Regions from separate parts of the Mus musculus genome. Here regions 1, 2 and 3 are each linked to region 4. The links are chromatin contacts, called in public Hi-C and HiChIP or PLAC-seq maps. All regions are on one chromosome and are shown on one strand. The core of a region is the stretch at or near the end of the contact, and the rest is flanking DNA. Distances in the headings are between cores, read along the strand shown.

What was found. Hi-C and Micro-C count contacts between places; a contact is called where the count stands out from the background. HiChIP or PLAC-seq counts read pairs in DNA pulled down with a chosen protein or histone mark.
Region 1: a contact with region 4 is called in a FOXA1 HiChIP or PLAC-seq map of pancreatic cancer cells. The contact joins two enhancer-like sites. A contact is called at or near these places in 1 of 115 datasets of contacts at active chromatin or transcription factors (pancreatic cancer cells) and 1 of 9 other capture datasets (embryonic stem cells).
Region 2: an H3K27ac HiChIP or PLAC-seq map of hepatocytes shows a contact between it and region 4, with 11 times the contacts expected there. The contact joins two enhancer-like sites.
Region 3: a contact with region 4 is called in a Hi-C map of uterus. The contact joins two enhancer-like sites. A contact is called at or near these places in 2 of 484 Hi-C or Micro-C datasets (myocytes and uterus).

The regions. Positions count from the first base shown.
Region 1 is chr14:46,276,199-46,279,057 of GRCm38.p6, reverse strand. No RefSeq gene overlaps it. Among named protein-coding and RNA genes, the nearest start is that of Gm34499, 57 kb to the right of the region's middle. Within about 2 kb of position 1,442, at least 19 of the 459 cell types and tissues checked have an H3K27ac peak or open chromatin away from gene starts, as enhancers often do. A contact at or near this core is called in pancreatic cancer cells, where this site is marked.
Region 2 is chr14:46,201,591-46,204,290 of GRCm38.p6, reverse strand. No RefSeq gene overlaps it. Among named protein-coding and RNA genes, the nearest start is that of Gm34499, 18 kb to the left of the region's middle. Within about 2 kb of position 1,255, at least 3 of the 459 cell types and tissues checked have an H3K27ac peak or open chromatin away from gene starts, as enhancers often do. A contact at or near this core is called in hepatocytes, where this site is marked.
Region 3 is chr14:46,238,798-46,241,535 of GRCm38.p6, reverse strand. No RefSeq gene overlaps it. Among named protein-coding and RNA genes, the nearest start is that of Gm34499, 19 kb to the right of the region's middle. Within about 2 kb of position 1,320, at least 11 of the 459 cell types and tissues checked have an H3K27ac peak or open chromatin away from gene starts, as enhancers often do. A contact at or near this core is called in uterus, where this site is marked.
Region 4 is chr14:46,702,895-46,705,749 of GRCm38.p6, reverse strand. No RefSeq gene overlaps it. Among named protein-coding and RNA genes, the nearest start is that of D330046F09Rik, 31 kb to the right of the region's middle. Within about 2 kb of position 1,374, at least 79 of the 459 cell types and tissues checked have an H3K27ac peak or open chromatin away from gene starts, as enhancers often do. A contact at or near this core is called in hepatocytes, pancreatic cancer cells and uterus, where this site is marked.

The DNA.
Region 1 (2,859 bases), core at 193-2,692, 430 kb after region 4:
GTGAGAAACAGGACAAGAAAATTTTAAAAGGATACTGAAGATAATTTGACTTATTTATTGCAACAATTAAAAGAAAAGAGGAAAAATCATCACAGATGTAAGTGTTGTTTGTCTCAAAAACCATTCAATAGAACCACTGGAGGGAAAACAGGACAGTAGATTTCACAAGAAATCACAAAGATGAATGTGCTTATTCTTGCTTCCATTTCAGTTTTGAGTTTGCCCCCAAATTATTTGCATTGACAAGAAAACCCATATGTATGTCCTTTGAGGAAGGAATGTAAGAATATAGTTTATTGAGGGTGACAGCCTTTTGACCAAAGCATATTAGAAATCTCTGGAGTATAGGATAGGAGAAAGAGGAGGGGGCGAGAGAAAGCACACATGAGCAAATCTATGAATGTTTAGGGAAGTTTTGAGTTATGGTAAGTAAGCTGAGCTGCAGTCAGCAGTATCTGACTATCTGTCCTGTCTCTGAGTGATCAGGGCCGTGTGAGACTGAGAGGTTGGGAAATGTCTCCGAGCCTACTCTTCTTCATGGAAAGTGATGATAGTTACAACACCCCCATGGATACATGACAAAGCAATAACAGCAATGCACTTGCAAAGCCTGTGGCAGAATCAGTGCTCAATCTGTGGTGGCCACTATGTAGGAAGTGGAACAGTGACCGATGGTCATTGGTAGATTTTATGACTTAGACTACCGCCGGAAAGACAACCTTTGGTTCAACTAATCTCTCAGGCCACTGACAAATTTTTCTAGCAAGAGACTGTTCAATTAACTGAGAAGCAAAATTAAACAAGAAAGAAGATTAGCTTGAACAAATAACACATGTCCAGTGAGACCTCAAATATAGCAGTAACCACCATTGCTGCAGCTGGCCCAGGTCTGCCCTAAGGCCACAACTCACAACTTTGTTCAGCGCCGAGGGACAGAGACCTTGAGGAAAATCACTTCTTAGGCAATGAGTGGCATGATTAGTAAGACTCATCGTTCAGCCTTTGTTCTGGGAGCAACAATCAGCAGACTCTGAGTGCTAAAGTCCAATCGCAGCCTCCTAACCAGCTTGGGAATGAGACAGGAAGTTGAGCATTGACCCAAGGAGTGCTGCTTGGGTAAGAAGGACTCTGAGCTTTGCAACCCTCTTTGCAGAACCAAGGAAATCAGAACTTCCATTCTCATTTTATAGGCAGAAAACCCAAGGCACCAGGGGATTAAATAATTTGTATTGGAATGAGATTTTACTAACTCCATAGAAAATTGACCTAAAACTTAAACATGGATAAACCACATCCTTTATTTAAACAATATTTTACAGTCTATGATGAAAGAATACTTCAAGATGGAATTTCCTGATTGCCTGTTCATGAATTAACAGAAGATTGTGCAACTTTCCATTCATTCAGCAAACATTTACTCAGCACATACCGAATGCTAGGTACAGTGACAGGCCCTGGAGATAGAAGCTCTCTTAAGACCAGGGCCTGCCCTCAGGGAAATCAGGAGACACATATATCAGACCAATGTTCTACAAAGCTATACCTTCTGCAGCAGAGAGAGAAATCTGTCCATGTTCCACAAGGAGCCCAGAGAGAAGCTGGGTGTGAAGGGTCACTGTTTTGGTCTGGGTGGGCTTGGCCACAGAGAGAACGCTATGGAACACCGAGAGTTTCGGTTCTTGCCAATGTCAAAGCCACAAAGAGGTAAACACAAGATACCGTGAGTGTTGCATGTTATGAGTGCTTGTGTACAGAGATTGTTACCTTTTGAGCTAAGCATCTGAAAGGGGATCATAATTATTCTCCAAATCTTAGAAGAAGAAAGACGGCTTGGGAGTCACCTACAGTTTAAGTAATAATTTCCCACTGACAGCTGCCATGCCAGTTTCCAGCCTTCCTGAGTGGAGGGCCTGAAATCAATCTGGAGGTTTAGGGTTGGAAGGAGGGTGGAGTGTCAGGCTTTGCCAAAATTAGATACAGCCTTCAGTCTACTTACACACTCTCTGCTTAGGACATTCCCTTAGACTCTCAGTGGCTGTCAACCTTCCAGGTGCTGCAACCCTTTACAGCTCCTTACCTCAACCATAACATTGTTGCTGCTACTTCATAGCTGTTAATTTTGCTACTGTTATGAATTATAATATAAATATTGATATGCAGGGTATCTGATATGTGACTCCCACCTATGACTCCTAGGCAGTGAGTCTTTCTAGACAACTCATTCTCCTCCCTGTAAAATGTTTCATTTTCTCATTGCAATTAGGTTATTTTTATATCATCTGGCTGAAGCTTCTATTAAAATATAGATATCAATTGCTGTCACCCATCTCCAATTTATTTTTTTAATTTATTGTTTATACTTTGGATTTTTGAAACCAAGTCTCATTTTGTAGCCTAGGCTGCCCTGGAACTCACTATGTAGCCTAGGCTGGACTGGAACTCACTATGTAGCCTAGGTTGGACTAGAACTTATCATGAAACCTAGGCTGGCCTAGAACTCATTATGAAGCCTAGGCTGGCCTGAAGCTTACTGTGCAGACTAGGCTGGACTGGAATTCACTATGTAGCCTAGGCTGGACTAGAATTCACTATGTAGCCTAGGCTGGACTGGAATTCACTATGTAGCCTAGGCTGGCCTAGAACTCATTATGAAGCTTAGGCTGGCCTGAAGCTTACTGTGCAGACTAGGCTGGACTGGAATTCACTATGTAGCCTAGGCTGGACTAGAATTCACTATGTAGCCTAGGCTGGACTGGAATTCACTATGTAGCCTAGGCTGGCCTAGAACTCATTATGAAGCCTAGGCTGGCCTGAAGCTTACTGTGCAGACTAGGCTGGACTGGAACTTATAATGTAGCC
Region 2 (2,700 bases), core at 6-2,505, 500 kb after region 4:
GGTCTTAAAATCTCAGAGATCCACCTGCCTATGCCCCCCCCCACAAGTGATAGGATTAGAGGTGTACACCACCAGCCCAGCTGTCTTTTCTCCTTTTAATAAAACATTTAATTTCAATCAAGTCCAGCATAACATACTTTGGTCTAATGGATTTTGCTTATGTTTTATGCCTACATGCAGTTCTTCAAGCCCTGAGTTTAGAAGACTTTCTGCTCTGCTATTTTTGAAAAATCATTGTATCGTTTATTTTTATCATGTTATGGTTTATTTGTTTTAGTTTAGGTGTATGAGTGTTTTGCGTGAATATATATCTGTGTATCATGAACATGCCTGGTGCTCCCAGGGATCAGAAAAGGGCATTGGGACTTGAATAATAAATGATTGTGAGCCTCTATATAGGTGCTGGGACTCAAACCTGGGTCCTCTGGAAGGGCAACAAGTGATCTAACCACTGAGCCATCACTCCAACCCCTCTAGTTTTCTGTTTTACACTACATTTATGATCATTTGAGTTGATGACTTAATTTTCAGATATCCTATTTAATTTATATGTTTTTAACCTATGGATGACTAATGGCTTCTATAACATTTATGAAAAACAACACCCTTCTTCCACCTATGTTTTAACCTTTGTTGAAACTCAGTTGGCTGCACTTCAGTGGCCATTTCTAGATTTTTAGAATTTGATCTGTATAAGGTTGATTACTATAACTAGTGGGTCTTGACTCAGAAAAGGCGACTCTTCTCCCTCTCCTCCTCCTCTTTCAACATGTTTTAGTTTCTCTTAACATTGAATATAAATTTTATGACAATTTGGTAAATATCTACCTCCCCTCAAGGTTTTTATAAAGCTTATGGTAAACATATATATCACTTTTGGGGGAGGGGTTGAAATCTTTACTATATATTGATTTTGAGAGATCTATCTACTATTAAATGTTTCTCTAACTACCTAGGTATTTTTAAATTTCACTCATTAGCATGAAAATCTGTTTTGGTTGTGAGGCCTCACTAAGGGTTTCTTTATTTTGAAAAGGTGCAAATAACACCATGCTTTTCGTCTGTCCTCGTGTACGCTGTTACTGGTTCATAGAAGCAGAAGTGACTTTTTGTGTCGCTTTGTTTTGTTTTATCAATGTCTCCAAATCTGAGTAATTTTGAAGAAAGGGTGTTAATTAGCTGACAGTTTTAGAGGCTAAACATGTAAAATCGGGCAGCTCTGTTTCTCTTTTGACGTTGGTGAGGACTCTGTTGGGTGACAGCCAAGTGGAGCAAAGGACAGAGGTCTGTGTTCCTAACTGACCAAGCATGCAGGGAGGACATGCTTGATTCTTCTAAAATAAATGACTTATTTTACTTTGCTTGTGTGGATGTTTCCCCTGCATGTATGTAAATGTCCCATGTGCATGTGGTCCCTGAGGAGGTCAGAAACCAGTGTCAGATCCCTGAGAACAGGTGATATAGATGGTTATGAGCTACCATGTGGGTGCTGGGAATTGAACCACGGTTCTCTGCAAGAGCAAAAAGGGCTCTTAGCTATGTAGTCATTTCTCTAGTCTGCATTCATATTGTAATAGCCTATTCTTTTAGAGCTAACTCACTTTATATAAGATCAGAGTTCATCTCTTTCAGAGGCAATGGCCTTCCAATCTAATTAGTTTTTCCTAGATGTTGTCTCTCAAAGGCTTTATGTTTTCTTACCATCACCATGCTGGGGATCATGCTACCAGCTCATGAAACTTTGGAGAACAAACCACACCCAAGGCAGAACATTTACATCCTGCTCCAGTTTCTAAACTATGTGTTACTTCTGTAGTAGTTGCTCTTGCTGTCAAAAAAAAAAAAACAAAAACAAAAACAAAACAAAACAAAACAAAAAAACACCTGGCATGCAGTTTAAGGAAGAAGGGTTCCGTTTGGCTTACAGGTGAGTGCACATCCCACCACGGAAGGAGAGACACAGTGGCAGGAGCTGGAGGTGGCTGGTTACATTAAATCCAAACTCAGGAAGCAGCGAGAAGTGGATGCTGGTGCTCAGCTCAAATTCAGCTTTGTATTTCATCCAGAGCCCCGTCCCATGGAATGATATGAGCCACAGTTAAACTGATACCCTCAGTTAAAGCCTTAAGACCTTTCTGAGAACACCCCCAGAGACATACCCACCTGTGGTTCGGTGGTGATTCTGAATCCAGGCAAGCTGACCACCCTGTTTAGCCGTCCAACTTCCATGGACACTTTTTAAAAAGAAGTGTTTAAACTTTTCATGTAGGCTACAGTGTCTTCTGTAAATAGGAACAGTCCGATTTCTCACTTTTAGACGTAGGTACCTTTTATTTCCTTTTGTTGTTTGACTTCAATGGCCAGAACTTCTAGTACTGTGCTGAAGGACACAGTAAGAACATGTATTCTTCCCTTGTCTGCAACTGTGGTGGTTGGAATGAGAATGGCTCCCACAAGCTCCTATGTTTGAATACTTGGTTCCCAGTTGGTGGAACTATTTGGGAAGGATTAGGAGGTGTGGTCTTGTTGGAGCAGGTGTGTCACTGGGGCTTTGACATTTGCATGTTTGCATGTCTAAATAGTTTTTTCCATATTTTTTCTCTTTATTTAGCTTGGGATGTTATATTTTACTCCTTTAGTTACTTGAAAATATTTAGTCCTCATTTTAAAATTTTACAAGATTTAATTTGCAAAATACAT
Region 3 (2,738 bases), core at 71-2,570, 460 kb after region 4:
ACCATTCTTTCTGAACTAAGTTTGTGTGGCATTTTCCTTCATACTGTCATCTGACTCAGTTCAAGAGGGAAGGTATGGTGGCAAATTGTGGATTTGCCAGATGTTCACCACAAAGGCATGGGGGTTTTAAAGCATGGGGCTGGCATCATAGCGACCTGCCAGTGGGAACTTAGTGAGCCGGGTGGAGAATTTTCAGGCCAGAGAGTCTCCACAAGATAAGAATAGGCCGGGAGACCACCAGGGCTGAGAGTAGCTGGGTATATTAAGGGAACTTGCTCTCTTTTAATATTCCCCGCAACAGTTCCTATCTCTGTAACTTCCAAGGACACAAAGGCATGGCCAAGGTGGGATGCATGAGTGGCTGTCCTTGTTCTGTACGGATATGAAGCACTTCATGCTGCAGAGAAAGGAGCTGGCAGAGCCTCCATCAGTCTGTTTGCAGAAGAGCAGCTGGCTGTAGCTTCACTGCAATAAAGTGTTAGAATTAATAGCCCTCATCTGTTCCCATTTTGCTAACCCACTACATCAAGCACCACAAAATAAATACATTAATTAAATGTCCCTCTCTTGGAGGCATTTGGAAAATGGAAAAATGTTCATTTGCAGCAGGGAGGGGGGAAAAGCAGGGAATAATTACAATCTTGAAACTTCTACAGTTGGAAGAACAATAAAAAGAGTAGAAATGACTGTAAAATAGTCTGTTCTTGGCATCACTTAATTGGCCTATTTATTTTTCTGTCTCTGAAACTGTCTTTAGTGACACCTACTGATAAGAGCCAATCGGAACCGTGGTCGAATTCCTTCAGATTGGACCTGCCAACAAACTGCTCAGCCCTCCAGATGTTACCGCTTTGTGAGAAATAAGAACTCAATAAACCAGGCTCACCCTTCCTCCTGGGGTGAACACAAAGACAGTCAGATATGGAAAATCACGGCTCAGCACCGTGAACAATGCACTCAAGTGAGGGGTTGGGGCCGGTCTTATTTGTCTTGGTGGAACAGACAGCCATGGAGCCTGATGCAAGAATTTTAGTTGGCAACTGTTCAAACTCTGACTATACATTGCAATTTTTCAACCAAAGGAAACCTGGGAGCTAGGAAAAAATGGCCTTTTAACAACAGGCATGAGACACTCATGCAAAGGGTTCGGTATGTATCTCACATGATGTTATCATGTGACCGTTCGACCTTCTGTGTTTTCCAGATTTTATCCTCTTGTGTTATGTAACAGATCAGAAAGATGCAGCAGTAAACAGCCCTACGGCACTTCCGATTTGTCGATGAATAATCTCCAGTAAGCACTTGCTGTTCCGGGAATAGAACAAAATGAGCTAGAGTGAATTAGTTCTTGTCCTCAGACCAGCGTGTCCCAATCTTTCTTAATACAGGACACACTTGTGACCTTGCTGTGGGAAAAAGAAAAAGAAATAATAAAAAATTGTGTTATCATCATTTTTCCTGGGCCAGCCCCTATCCAGCTGTCTATTCATGCAAACCTTCTTACCTTCCCTGTCTGCAGCCAAACTTGCTGAGAATACCTGATGTAGGGTCATCCAAGTACAAGATGGGAGGCCATTTTCTCATTACATAGTCCCTAGGAAGCCTTTGGCAGGCTAATATGCAGTGTATATAATGGATATTGGCGAGTTAAATGTTTATAGTATTTAATTCACTGGTTTAGTCTCATATAAATGTTTAACATTGTATCTAATATGTAATAAAATTTTTTTTGAATTCACATCTAACAAGGTCATCTTATTTGAACTTGTATTTGTGGCTGTGGCCATACCAGCTTGAATGTGCCTAATCTCACGTGAACTTACGTCTTGAATCTGGGGACATTCAGGAAGCAGCTGAGCCTTTGCCATCACTTAAGCTATCTCCCTAGCTGCTCAGTCTAGCATTCTAGAGAGAATTGCCTTTACCAATAGTTCATGTTTTTAATCTGAGTGTGGGAGACAGGACTTTTAATTTCAGCCTTACCTTCCAATTTGTATATCATTTAGATGCTAATTTATTAGAAGTAGGAACACACAGTGTTCTAGAATGTATGTAGGACAAATATTGAAAGTCTTGCTAATGGGTCACAGAACATGTAAAATTGACAATACTGAAGGATAACAACAAAATAAATGATGACTTTTTTTTTAAAGTCAACTACCATGGCTGGGCAGATTGCTTTGTGGGTAAAGACCTTGTTATAGTGAGAGGACCTAATTTTAAACCTCCCAGACCCAAAGGAGAAGCTGAGATTAGTAGCTTCACCTGTTATTCCAGTGCTTCTATAGCAAGGAACTGGGTGGGCACAGGAGAACCTTGAGGCTGGGAAACAGCAAATGGATTCTGTCTTATATGATGTAGAAGTTGAGGTTCAACATCTACTGTGGTTCTCCACCCTGTACTGTGTACTGTGGACATATGTGTGACCCTAAAGGGGGGGGGGAGGAAGGGAAGGAGGCAAGGAGTGGGGAGGGAGGGAGAGAGAGAGAGAGAACGCGCACACACACACACACACACACACACACACACACACACACACACACACACACACTGTCCTCAGAGGAAGTAAAGTAGGTGCAGAGATGTAATTGGATAGGAATAATCTCAAATGTTCTATAACATTGGGGAAAATATGGCTGATGGCAATCAGTTGAGAATTTGCATAAAGAAATGGTATGCCTGAGATGGTACATATGGGAGCATCCTTTATCTGATCATCATACACTGTATGCATATAT
Region 4 (2,855 bases), core at 125-2,624:
TTGCTGGTGCCGTGGGGCTCATGCCTTGGGGAATGAGAACGGTTGCTCACCATCTTCACACATGGTAACGGCTGGGGTTCTTGAGGGAGCAGTTATCAGAGTGTGTGCCTCCCAGATTCCACAACAACAGGCTACACTCTTGGTAAGTGAATTCTGCAAGAAGCCTGCTTGGCAAGCTTGTATACACACACACACACACACACACACACACACACACACACACACACACACACACACACCACACACCACAGACCACCCCCACAAGTATCTTTCAACTCTCAAAATTCTTCACACGCCTTTTTTTTCTTTTTCCTGATAAGAGGAGCAAACCACTAAACAAACAGGGGAGGTGCATGTCCTTTAGGGTCTGTAGTCACTTTTTTTTTTTATTAGATGTTATGTATCTGTGGATCGACTCCATTGTGATCCAGCGATCTGAATCTGCACTTGCTTACAAGTCTGTTTTTACAGACTGTGGAAGAACAGAGTTTTAATTGCTTGCCGAGGAGAGCGGGGATAGAATCCTCCAGGTAAATCTGGTATATGTGTCAGATTAGTTTTGCCTAGAGGAAACGCCATGTCTCAGCGTCTTATACCCCTAATTTATACCCCCTTATAACTGTGATTACCGTGACGTGGAGTAGAGAGATGCGGTGAATGATTCAGGAGGCTGGCACGGGAGGGTCACAAGTTTGAGACCACCACCACAAGAAAAAAAATGTAGTTCTCAGAAATTGGCTTCTGAGATTAAAGGGGAAACTATATAACCTTACTGGTTAATATTTCATAACCAGTAAGCTTTGGATGGGGGGGAAATTGAAGAAAACAGAACAAAGTGTGTTTGGCAGACTTCTGCTGTCTTTCCTGCCTACTCAACAAGCTCAAAGGCAAGGACCGTGTTTCTCTTGGTGGCTGCTCTCTCTAGGGAGGTAGAGTTGTTTTGTATAATTCAGCTGACATTACCTTAACTTCGGGACACTCACCTTGGAAAACAAACAGTTTGATACCCAGAAACATCTAGAAACTTCCCAGAAAGCAATGATCTTAGCCTGTGTTAGAAACAAACCAACAAAGCTTACTCTTCCTCCTCCCTGCCCCCACTCCTGTCCTCCAGGCTCCAGAAAACAAGTTTGTTGAGCAGGGAAGGGAAATGCCTCCAGCCAGCCAGTCTGAAGACAGGAATGCTGGGCAGGAGATCCGATCCACAATCGGAAGGGTAGAAGGGGCCGATAAGGCTGCATCAGTCACCAAAACAGGTTTCGGAGGTAAAGTGAGGAGGGCCAGGAAATTTGCGATAGGATCGCACTGGGCTGTTAAATCCTGGCACCCAGCGCAGGAGTGGTGACTAAGAGACACTATTTAAACAACAGAGTTTGCGCAAGCGCAAAGGCTCCCTAGCCAAGCTCCTGTGTCAGATCCTCCTGGAGCTTCTGGTCTCTCAGAAAGTACCACGTCTGTGGTCAGTGTCTGCACTGGGGCTGGAGATCAGCTGTGTGTTCATCTCTAAACATTTGAGTCTCTTTTCTAGGAGTACACCCCCCCCAGCCCCCCACTCCAGCCTGCTCCCTGACCCCCACATCCAGGCTGGTCTTCAATTTTCAATCTGCCTGCTGATCAGCCTCAACTGTTGGGAGTGAAATGAAGGTTTTCTGTGGCCCACTTCCCTTCGAGCAGAAGTAGACTGACTTTGGTTAATATCAATACAAGACACGTAACTACGTTTCTCTTGCTTTCTCCTCTTTTCTTGGAAGTACGTTTTTCTGGGTAGAAAGACAGCTTTGGACAGTTGTGCATTTTTCGGTCTCTGGAATTTTAGTATATGGTCCAAACCAGTCGGACTGTATGAGCTGGGCGTGGTGGTGCAAACCCTTAGTCCCAGCACTGGGGAGGCAGAGGCAGGCGGATTTCTGAGTTCGAGGCCAGCCTGGTCTACAGAGTGAGTTCCAGGACAGCCAGGGCTATACAGAGAAACCCTGTCTCGAAACAACAACAACAACAACAACAACCAAACAAAAAAACAAAGAGAGAGAGAGAGAGAGAGAGAGAGAGAGAGAGAGAGAGAGAGAGAGAGAGAGAGGCCAGTGTATCAGGACGTCACTGTGCCTGTCACATTTTTTTTTCTTGGAGTGTGTATATTAATGTGGCCACACATTGCGTATGGTGGGCGGGGACACCCTCAGGTGCTGTCCCCTCCTTTCTTTTTTCCTCTTCAAGACAGGTTCTTTCACTGGCCTGGAACTTGTCAAGTAGGCTGGTTGACCAGCCAGTGAGCCACAGAAGTCCACCTTTCCCGCACTCACGGCCATCCCAGCCTTTCTTCACCTTTGTGTGGGTACTAGAGACTGAACACAGCAGCAGGGTCTCACGCTTGCAGGGCAAGCACTTTCTGGCCGCGTCCACCAGGTGGAGGATTCTGACAGAGCGGACACCTGTTTCAGGGTGTTCTGATTCTTGTTGGGGGAGCTGGGTGGCCCTAAGCATAGCAGACCCTACAAGGGAAGCAATCAGGTGCCCACAGCAGGAGCCTCCCTTGGCCAGTAGGGGTGATCAAAGAATGGAAAGCCAGGGCCAGCACTTTTTTCAGTCCCATCGGTCTATGGTGAAATCTCAGGCGTCCGGTGTGCTTGACTCCCAGATCGAATCTTCGGAAGAGGCTGGTGGTGTGCCTGCTTCGGGATCCAGAGGCCAGCTCTCTGGCTTTCCCCTGGGAGAGCATGCCCAGGCTGGTAGGGTTGCAGTGTGGCTTAGAACCAGGAGAGAGTGCGCCCCCTCGGGAAAAGGGAGAGCTGTAATTCTCAAGAGTAGCGCTAGAGGTCGCAGCTCGAAAGGAAAGTGCCACTCAGACTCCAATCTGA